3 separate regions of the Mus musculus genome follow, and regions 1 and 3 are each linked to region 2. Evidence: chromatin contacts called from public HiChIP or PLAC-seq and promoter capture Hi-C data. All regions are on one chromosome and are shown on one strand. Each heading gives the region's core, a stretch centred on a gene start, on an enhancer-like site or on the middle of the called end of the contact. The rest is flanking DNA. Distances are from core to core; before and after follow the strand shown. Region 1 holds the start of Morn3 (MORN repeat containing 3). Region 2 overlaps Kdm2b (lysine (K)-specific demethylase 2B). Region 3 overlaps Camkk2 (calcium/calmodulin-dependent protein kinase kinase 2, beta).

The links. HiChIP or PLAC-seq counts read pairs in DNA pulled down with a chosen protein or histone mark. Capture Hi-C pulls out chosen DNA fragments and counts their contacts.
Region 1: an H3K4me3 HiChIP or PLAC-seq map of the 230-238 cell line shows a contact between it and region 2, with 23 read pairs. The contact joins the promoter of Morn3 here to the enhancer-like site in region 2. A contact is called at or near these places in 5 of 39 promoter capture datasets (the C10 cell line, cranial neural crest, embryonic stem cells and 2 more), 2 of 15 datasets of contacts at CTCF or cohesin (embryonic stem cells and pro-B cells), 11 of 484 Hi-C or Micro-C datasets (embryonic stem cells, epidermal suprabasal cells, forebrain and 5 more), 21 of 115 datasets of contacts at active chromatin or transcription factors (the 230-238 cell line, T-cell acute lymphoblastic leukemia, acute myeloid leukemia and 9 more) and 4 of 9 other capture datasets (adipose tissue, embryonic stem cells, liver and 1 more).
Region 3: a promoter capture Hi-C map of liver shows a contact between it and region 2. The contact joins two enhancer-like sites. A contact is called at or near these places in 4 of 484 Hi-C or Micro-C datasets (the Ba/F3 cell line, the G1E-ER4 cell line, the HL-1 cell line and 1 more), 1 of 115 datasets of contacts at active chromatin or transcription factors (the 230-238 cell line) and 3 of 9 other capture datasets (adipose tissue, liver and pancreatic islet).

Annotation. Positions count from the first base shown.
Region 1 is chr5:123,045,755-123,048,454 of GRCm38.p6, reverse strand. Morn3 (MORN repeat containing 3) reads left to right here and starts at 1,439. Exons shown (of 5, transcript NM_029112.2): 1 at 1,439-1,824. The coding sequence starts at 1,680.
Region 2 is chr5:122,893,646-122,896,345 of GRCm38.p6, reverse strand. The region is part of intron 12 of Kdm2b (lysine (K)-specific demethylase 2B); the gene reads left to right. Among named protein-coding and RNA genes, the nearest start is that of Rnf34, 45 kb to the right of the region's middle. Within about 2 kb of position 1,340, at least 56 of the 459 cell types and tissues checked have an H3K27ac peak or open chromatin away from gene starts, as enhancers often do. A contact at or near this core is called in the 230-238 cell line, adipose tissue, bone marrow-derived macrophages and 3 more, where this site is marked.
Region 3 is chr5:122,730,692-122,733,391 of GRCm38.p6, reverse strand. Camkk2 (calcium/calmodulin-dependent protein kinase kinase 2, beta) reads left to right here. Exons shown (of 17, transcript NM_001199676.1): 17 at 1-2,222. Among named protein-coding and RNA genes, the nearest start is that of P2rx4, 24 kb to the right of the region's middle. Within about 2 kb of position 1,296, at least 141 of the 459 cell types and tissues checked have an H3K27ac peak or open chromatin away from gene starts, as enhancers often do. A contact at or near this core is called in the 230-238 cell line, adipose tissue and liver, where this site is marked.

The DNA of each region.
Region 1 (2,700 bases), core at 190-2,689, 150 kb before region 2:
TAGAGTTGGGAGGACCGCTAATTTAAAGTCATCCTGCATCGTGAGTCTGAGGCTAGCCTGGGTTACATGAGACCCTGGATTGAAAAAAAGTCATTCTCAGCTACATTGGGAGTTTGAGTCTAACCTGTACTACATGACACCCTATTAGAAACAGAAAGGGGCAGAGAGAATGAATGAATGAATGAACTTGAGTGTAGTGGTACATGTCTTTTATGCCAGCACTCAGGAGGCAAGAAGAATAATGCAAATTAGGGGCTAGCCTGGTCTACATCTGGTCTACATATGGAGTATGGAGTTCCATGTCAGCCAGGGCCACAGAGCCATAGCAAGACTCCATATTAAAAAAAAAAAAAAGCAAGCTTTGTTTTGTTTTGATTTTTTTGTTTGTTTGTTTTGTTTTTATTTTGGGTTTTTGGCTTTTCAAGACAGGGTTTCTCTGTGTAGCCCTGACTATCCTGGAACTCACTCTGTAGACCAGGCTGGCCTTGAACTCAGATATCTTCCTGCCTCTGCCTCCTGAGTGCTGGGATTAAAGTCATGTGCCAGTAGTCCCCTCTGTGGGAACAGAGGCTGTAAAACATGCACAGGTGGCAGGCACAGTGTCCAACCTGAAGCACACAGGTTGTGAGGCTGACCCTGTGGGTGGATGCTAAGATACCATGACCTCCTAGAACTGGCTTCAACCTGAGGATATTTTGATTGGCAGCACCTGTGTGTATGTGCTGCCGGTGCAAGATTTAATGGGAGTGGATTTGTACAGCCTCAGAACCTATGGAGTATGTGGTTGTATTAGTTGAGGGAGATTGCGGTCCCCAGGATGTAGATAGGAACGTTTTTATCACCCATGAGCCAGCTGGAGACAGATGGAAAGACATGAACAATCCCTTCTGGAGATTCTGGGGACCTGAGGAAAACAGGTCGGGGCTCCCAGACATGGGGAGGAGACCCTGGGCCACCCACTGTTTCCCTCTAGAGTCTATGGCTCTACCAGATAAGAGTCGTAGGGCTCAGATGTGGAAGGATGACCAGTGAGCCAAGGGCTGTCCAACTGTGTTTGTTTTGAGACAAGGTCTCACTGTATAGCTAGACTTGCAGTCTGGGACAGTTAGTCACCATGAAATCAGTCTCTGATTTGTGGGATCTCCCCTGCTGAAAGGCAACCCCTGAGCTTCATCTGTCCCATCTACCAGGTACGTAGGGCAAGGGCTAACAGGGCAGGCAGCTGTCTGCCTGATACCCTCTGATACACCTGGAGTGGTCCCAGTACTTGGTACCATCTGATCTTTCTTACTTCGAGTCTCTTCTACCAAAGTCGGTTCCTGATTGGTCTTTCAAGTCATTAAGTCACCTGTGAGCATCATTTTTCCCAGGGGCAGCTTCTCTCCAGTGTCATCACAATCCCTGGGTTCCAAAGGAATTATGCCATCACATCCCTGACAGATGGACCCTAGGAGAATGCAAGGGCAAGGACTGTTGTGGGTCAGTCCAGCACAGAGGGATCCCCACTGAGGGCTCTTCACCTGCCCTGGGGACTCAGAACACAAATGACCTGCCCTATTGGAACTCAGGCAGGCACCTCCCCAGGAAGTACCAGGATCCCCAGGATACACGGGAGTCACTGAGCCCCTGATGCCCCTACCTCCTGCTAGCACCCCCGCAACACCACAGAGGCAGCCAGCATGCCGGTCACTAAGTGTCCAAGGAAAGTAGAGCCGCCGTGGAAAGGGTGGGACCGGAAAGCCCAGAAGAACGGACTGAGACACCAAGTGTTTGCTGTGAACGGCGATCACTACGTGGGCGAATGGAAGGGCAACTTGAAACACGGTAAGCTAAGCGGGAGAGCCTCCGGGGATTAGTGGCCAGCGTGGGGTCAGAGTGGGTGGGCAATGCAAAACAAAACAAAAAGCACTGTTACAGAGTCCATTAAGAACATAAGCGATCTTGTTTTGTTCCCAACCCCACTTAGTGACCAGAACCGGGACCAGCAGGGGGCTGTGGCTCTGAAGTCCAAGTCAGCCCTGACTTCAGCTGAGCCAGAGTCTAGGGACAGAAAACAAAAATGGGATAGGGATCATCAGAAGCCAGCCCAAAGCTGGGTGGGGTTCTGGGGGTGCTGGATCGCTCTCTGTCTTCTGACAGGGTAGCAGAGCCTGGGGTTGGTTGAAAAGGTCAACACATTAAGAAAATGACTTGCAGTAGGCGTTGTGGGCTTCAGATGCTGCCCTGATGCTCTGCAGATGGTGGGGGCACAAGGTCTGGGCCTCAAGACACAGGTTGGACCTATCCAACCCCCCAGAAGTAACTGAGTGACCATGATTACTCCTGTATGCCTGGACTCAAGTCTTAACCAGCAGGGGGCGAATGGGTTCTGGCCGATACATTGCAAATCACGTTTGTCCGGGATGGATGGGGGTAGGACGGGGACTCTATTTAAAAGCTCTAGTCTTGCAATTCCAGACTTAACCACTTTCTTCTCCTGCCTTCCTGGGTTATCTACACTAGAATCCCTGAGCCTGCATTGTTAGAATACCTTATCTATAGGTTTTCTCATCTGTTAAGTGGCAACAATGTCTCTTTATAAAGTACACGCAGCAAGATTGCTCAGAGCAAGGGTGCTCGGGGAGACTCTGCAAAGTAGACTACCATCACATTTCCCAAATGAGGTGACCTGGGAAGAAGTGACTACTGAAGAGGTGGTAT
Region 2 (2,700 bases), core at 91-2,590:
ACAGCTTTGGGAATTGAACTCAGGTCATTGAACATAGTAGATAGGCCCTCTTCTATTGAGCCACCCAGTCTTCCCCTTTTAAAATTACATTCAATCTGTGTGTACACACATGTGTGGATCTACATGTGCCTTGGCATGTGTGAGGGGGTCGGAGGACAATCTGTAGGAGTGGGTTTTCTCGGGATCAAACTCAGGATATTAGACTTAGTGGCAAGTGTCTTCAGCCACTAAGCCATCTTGCCTGCTCCCTCTGCCCCCACCCCCCTGTCTCCCGAGTGCTGGGATTAAAGGTGTGCGCCACCACGCCCGGCCCAGCCCGGCTTCTAATTTTTAATTTCATCTTTACTTATTACTATTTTCTTTTTATTTTGAGACAGAGTCACACTAAGTTTCTCAGATTGTCCTTCAACTCACTGTGTAGGCCAGGCATGCCTTTAAGTTTTGATCTTCCTACCTAAGCCTCCCAGGTAGCTGTGAGCCCACCAGACCTGTAAAACTATCTTAATTGTAGAAACTTTTAGCTACATTTTCTTGTTTTTTCTTCCCTTGGCTACTGTTGACTGTAGAAACTTCCTTTTTCTTTTCAGAGCAGGTTTACTCTGTGTTGCCCTGACTGTCCTGTAACTGACAGACCTAGATCTGCCTGCCTCTGCTTCCTGAACACTGGGGCTAAAGCTTGTGCCACAACCAAACAGTAAAACCCAACTGCTCCTGTCCTTTTTTTGTTTGTTTTATTTTGTTTGTGTTTAGACAGGGTTTCTCAATATAGTAGCCCTGGCTGTCCTGCCTCTCTACCTTCTAGGGCTGTGATTAGAGGCGTGAGCTACTGCACCCTGCCACCATTCATTCCTTAAGGCTTCCTGGACTCTTACTGAGAGCAACTTTCTGCCGCGTTTCCTGCAGTATTTCTGAAAGGATCAGTCCTCCCTAGGTTGCAGTCACTGTTTTCAGTTTTTGGGTTACTTTAAGACTGTTTCCCTCTGGCTGCAGTGAGACAGCTGCAGCACTTATGTGATGTTTCTTTGCTTTTGGTTTACTCCCTAGGTCCTGCAGATTCCTCTCCCCCTGAACCCCTATTTCCTCTACCTCCTAGGCTTCCTTTCTCTGCCTGTTCCCTCATATTCTACCCCTTTACCAGGGTTCTGAATTGTCCCCTGCTGTCCTTAATGTCTGCTGCTTCATACCTTCATAATCTTCAGCTGATCTCTGCTTGTATTTTGTCTTGCACACTGCCCATGAAATGTCCATTACCCACACGATTGCCAGAGCACAGTACTTTACACACAGGGTATGTTTCCTTAGCGTGGCCTAGGAGGCCTTGCGGATTAGCTTCCTGCTACCTCAGAGCTCTTTTTCTAGCCTTGCTGAGCTGTTTGTAGTTCTCGAATGTGTCATGCACTTTCACATCTCTATTTTACTCTTCTTTCTGCATAAGCTGCCCACCCCCCACCCCACCCTCACTCACTGCTGTCTTGTATTGTCTTATTCTCCCTCCTTGGCCCATGTAATCAGTTGCTGCTGTGGTCTGCATTGCCCTTTCCAGCCTGCCTTTCCCAGAAGATGAGGCATCTCTTCTGGGTTTGCATTCCAGAGCCCAGACTTTAGAGCTACTGCCTAGGCACAGAGCTTAGTTCTCTTATTTATCAGCATCATGACACCGAGCAGGTTACTGAATTGCACTGTCCGTAGTTCCTTCAATTCTAAGTGGAGATAATTCCTACCTCATTAAACTCCTGGTACAGATATTTGAAGAAGTGCTAGCACTAGTACTGGAGTTAGCCTGCAGTATCTACCGTCATGGTGCATTTACATGGTCTCTGTATTTCTCCTTCCTTCCAGACTCTAACGTCTTTACGAGTAGGCTACACAGCTTACTCATCTCAGTAGTCCCAGAATTTAGCATTGAATCTGGTTCATAATTCAGCCAGAAAACACTTGGGTGGGTGGATGAGTGGGTGAATATGTGAATGAGGGGGTTAATGAATGAATCCCCAGTGCGCACCGCAGATACTCAGTGATAGTGATGTTGAGTGTCTTGTCCTTCTTTGTTGGCCATTTGTGTGTTAGATATAAAAGAAAGAGCTATTAAAATCTTTGGTCCATTTAAGAAAAGATTTATTTTTATTTTATTTGTGTTTTGCCTGCACATGTCACCATGTGCATGCAGTGACCATAGAGGCCAGAAGAGGGCACCAAATCTCCTGGAACTGGTGTTACAGGTGGCTGTTGAGTCACTTGTGGGTACAGCAAACTGAACCTGAGACCTGGAAGAGCAGCCAGTGCCCCTAATCAGGGAGCCCCCTTTTGCCCAATTTTAAAGTTGACATTTTTTGTATTTTTATCATTGAGATGTTAAGAATTATTCTGGATTCTAGTCCTTTACTATATAGATGTAAAATGACTTATTTCCTTGGAGCTGGAGTTACAGACAGTTGTAAAATGCTAGGAATTGAACCTAGGTCCTCAGGAAGAGCAGCCAGTGCTTTTTTGTGTTGTTTTGGGTTTTTGTTTTTGTTTTTTTGGTTTTTTTTTTAGATTTATTTATTATGTAAGTATACTGTAGCTGTCTTCAGATACTTTTTCTCCTCTCTCCAGCCCCCACTCGCTCCAGCCCACAGCCCGTGCTGTTAACCACTGAGCCATCTCTCCAGCCCCATAAATCTTTAATTTTTAGGAAGTCTAATTTTATGTTTCCCCGTC
Region 3 (2,700 bases), core at 47-2,546, 160 kb after region 2:
TAATTATAGTCAGGAAAACTACAAGGGCTTGCAGTTGAAATGCTCGAGGGGTACTTTGCACCCCTGAATGCGAGCATTCCTCAGCTGTGGTGGTAGAGGTCTGTCTGGAGGCTGAACACACTTCATGTTAGCTGCTCCAACTGGGTTTCTGAGATTGTCAGCTAAGCTAATTCTCTTTGTAAATTGGCAAAAAAAAAAAAAAAAAAAACAACCAAAAACAAAAAAAAAAAAAACCCAACAACTTCAGGTTGGAATCTGCTCTTTCATGTACATTACATGGCTTACAGCTCAAGAGATGTTTCCAAGTCTCTGACTAGCCAGAACTCCGGAGAGGTTCACAAGTTCCAAAGGTTGGAGCTTCCAGGATGGGTGTCCCTCTGTGCGGCTGTGTGACAGGGACCGAGAGCCGGTGAGACCTGTGCCTGTATATTAGCAGCTGCGTTTGTTTATTGCCTGTGTATTCTAGAGACTGTAAACTTTCTTTCCTTTTCCAGAATGTCTGGTCGGTACAATGAAACATCAGTTTCCCTGTGGGCCACTTAGGCAAGACTTGTCACTCAGCTTAGGAGCAAAGCTGTAGTGTGATATCAGTGACATCAGGGTGCCATTGTAGAGCAAAGTGTCAAACCCCAGAGTGTTCCTCAGGGCAAAGGGCTTTCGGGTTTTTTTTTGTTGTTGTTGTTGTTTTTTGTTTTTTTCCTGTAGCCAGAAACCTAGAGAGCCAATAGGAACCTTTTTGACTTTCAACCAATATTGGAAGTTTGGTTGAAGTTTGGGTGTGATGACCCAGGGACACAGAAGCAAACAGGAAGTTAAAGGGGGGCTTCCAGACTGGTTTCCAGTGCTTTGGTAGTGGCTGTCTTGCCAGTCAGTCATGGGGCCCAGACAACCGACTTCTGGCCTGTGCGGAGGCCAGGCCCTCCTGGCTTCCTTCCGTATGGTTTGTTAAGCTCTTTACTGTGGTCTAGCCGCTATCCCTGCTGTCACATAAGCAGTTAGGATCCAGGTACAGACTGCAGTGTGGGGAGGGTCTGTGTGACCAAGGACTTCCTGTCACTTTTCCCTTTTTAAAATTGAAGGAGAAACAGCCCAGTAGCTCCACCCTTTCTGGCCACAGATGGCATTCCGTTAGTTTGCAATAGCCACCTTATGGTTAAAGCCAACAGGTCATACAGCTTGGTCCCAGCTCGTCTGCCTGGACGCTGAGCGGCCTGCCCGAGTAGGGTAGGCGTGATACAGAGCTCTGCAGAATTCTTGTGTTTACACAACCCCTCTGGGCAATGCCGTGGTTTCTCTCGACAGGATGTCTTAAGATTGTCGGCAATCACGCAGCCACCAGCTGCTCAGGAAGAAGGAATCGAGAGGTCTGCATGGGTAACTTTTTTTCTTAAAGAAACACCAAAGAAAGCTGTGGAAAGGAGTGACTCCCCCCCCCCCCGTCCCCCTCCCCCCACCCCCATCCTGCCCAGCTGCCGTGGAAAGTGTAAGAGGTCCAGCCATAACTAGAGCATTAGAGCACAAATAATTGTTTTTCAAAAGTATCATTAGTGAGGAGAGGAGCCGGGCAGAGTGGCTTTTCTCTGTGGGCAGATGGGCTGCCCACAATTCCTTCCATGGCTGGTTCACCCGTGATTCGCGTGTAAGCAGCTTGGCCTTGAAAGCACAAGCCTCGTTCCTCTCTTTCTGTCTTTATTGCCTCCCCCCATGCGTCTCATAGGCTCCCAGAACACCTTACAGAGCCCCTTGTTCTCCCTTGGGGCTGCATAGGCCACCTCCCAGGGTCTGGCCTTTCCAGGGGACAGAATCCTTATCCTTGAACCTTTCTAGGCGCAGGATAACATCTGTGCAAGTTGACACCAGGTTAGGCCTGCAACTCTCGCCCATCCTCCAGGGGGCGCACTTTACATTGCCAACCACAGCCTCCATTGGCTCCCAAGGTGCTAGGGAAGATTGTTGGTTTCTGTCTTCTCCAGCTCTGTGGGTTCGAGTTTCGTGGGACTTGGGACTTTTATATTTGGTGACCAGTGCCCTCCGCTTCTGTTTGACTCCCCGTGACCTCTCTACTATGCATTTCCCTTTTTATCAGGTGTATAAAGTTAAATACTGTGTATTTATCACTTACAAGAACATGAACTTAAAAAAGATGAGCTTTCGGTTGTTTTTCCACAGGTGATCAAGCTTCTGTGTAAACTTGAAATAAACAGACAGCAAAATGGTGCAAAGCCCGGGCCTCTCGGGGGTTCTTTGGTTGGTACCTGGTCCTTTGCAGCGTTTCTGCTTACACTGGTATTCCTTCCCTTAACGTTGACAGCAAGTCAGATGCCCAGAGCTCACAGCTCATCCCCCACCCCCACCCCGCCATGTAAACTGCTCCTGGGTGAGCCAGCAGCCCAAAGGTTGAAGTGTGAAGGAGGTAAGGGGCGGACTCTGTGAGGTTGGCTAGGTAAGCAGCTGGGAGTGGCTGTCATCACAGGAGACATGTCCCGAGGCCGGGCATTGTTTGAACAGGCTCCAAGCCTTACTCTCTGCCATCAGAGGGGGACAGGAGGCGAAATCTGAAAAGTCCCAATCCTTGTTTCAGAAATATGGGTGTGGTACACACGCCTGTAATCCCAGTACTTGGGAAGTGGAGGCAGGAGGATCCCAAGTTCAAGGCCATTCTGGGCTGCATAGTGAGATGCTACCTAAAAGTAAGGAACA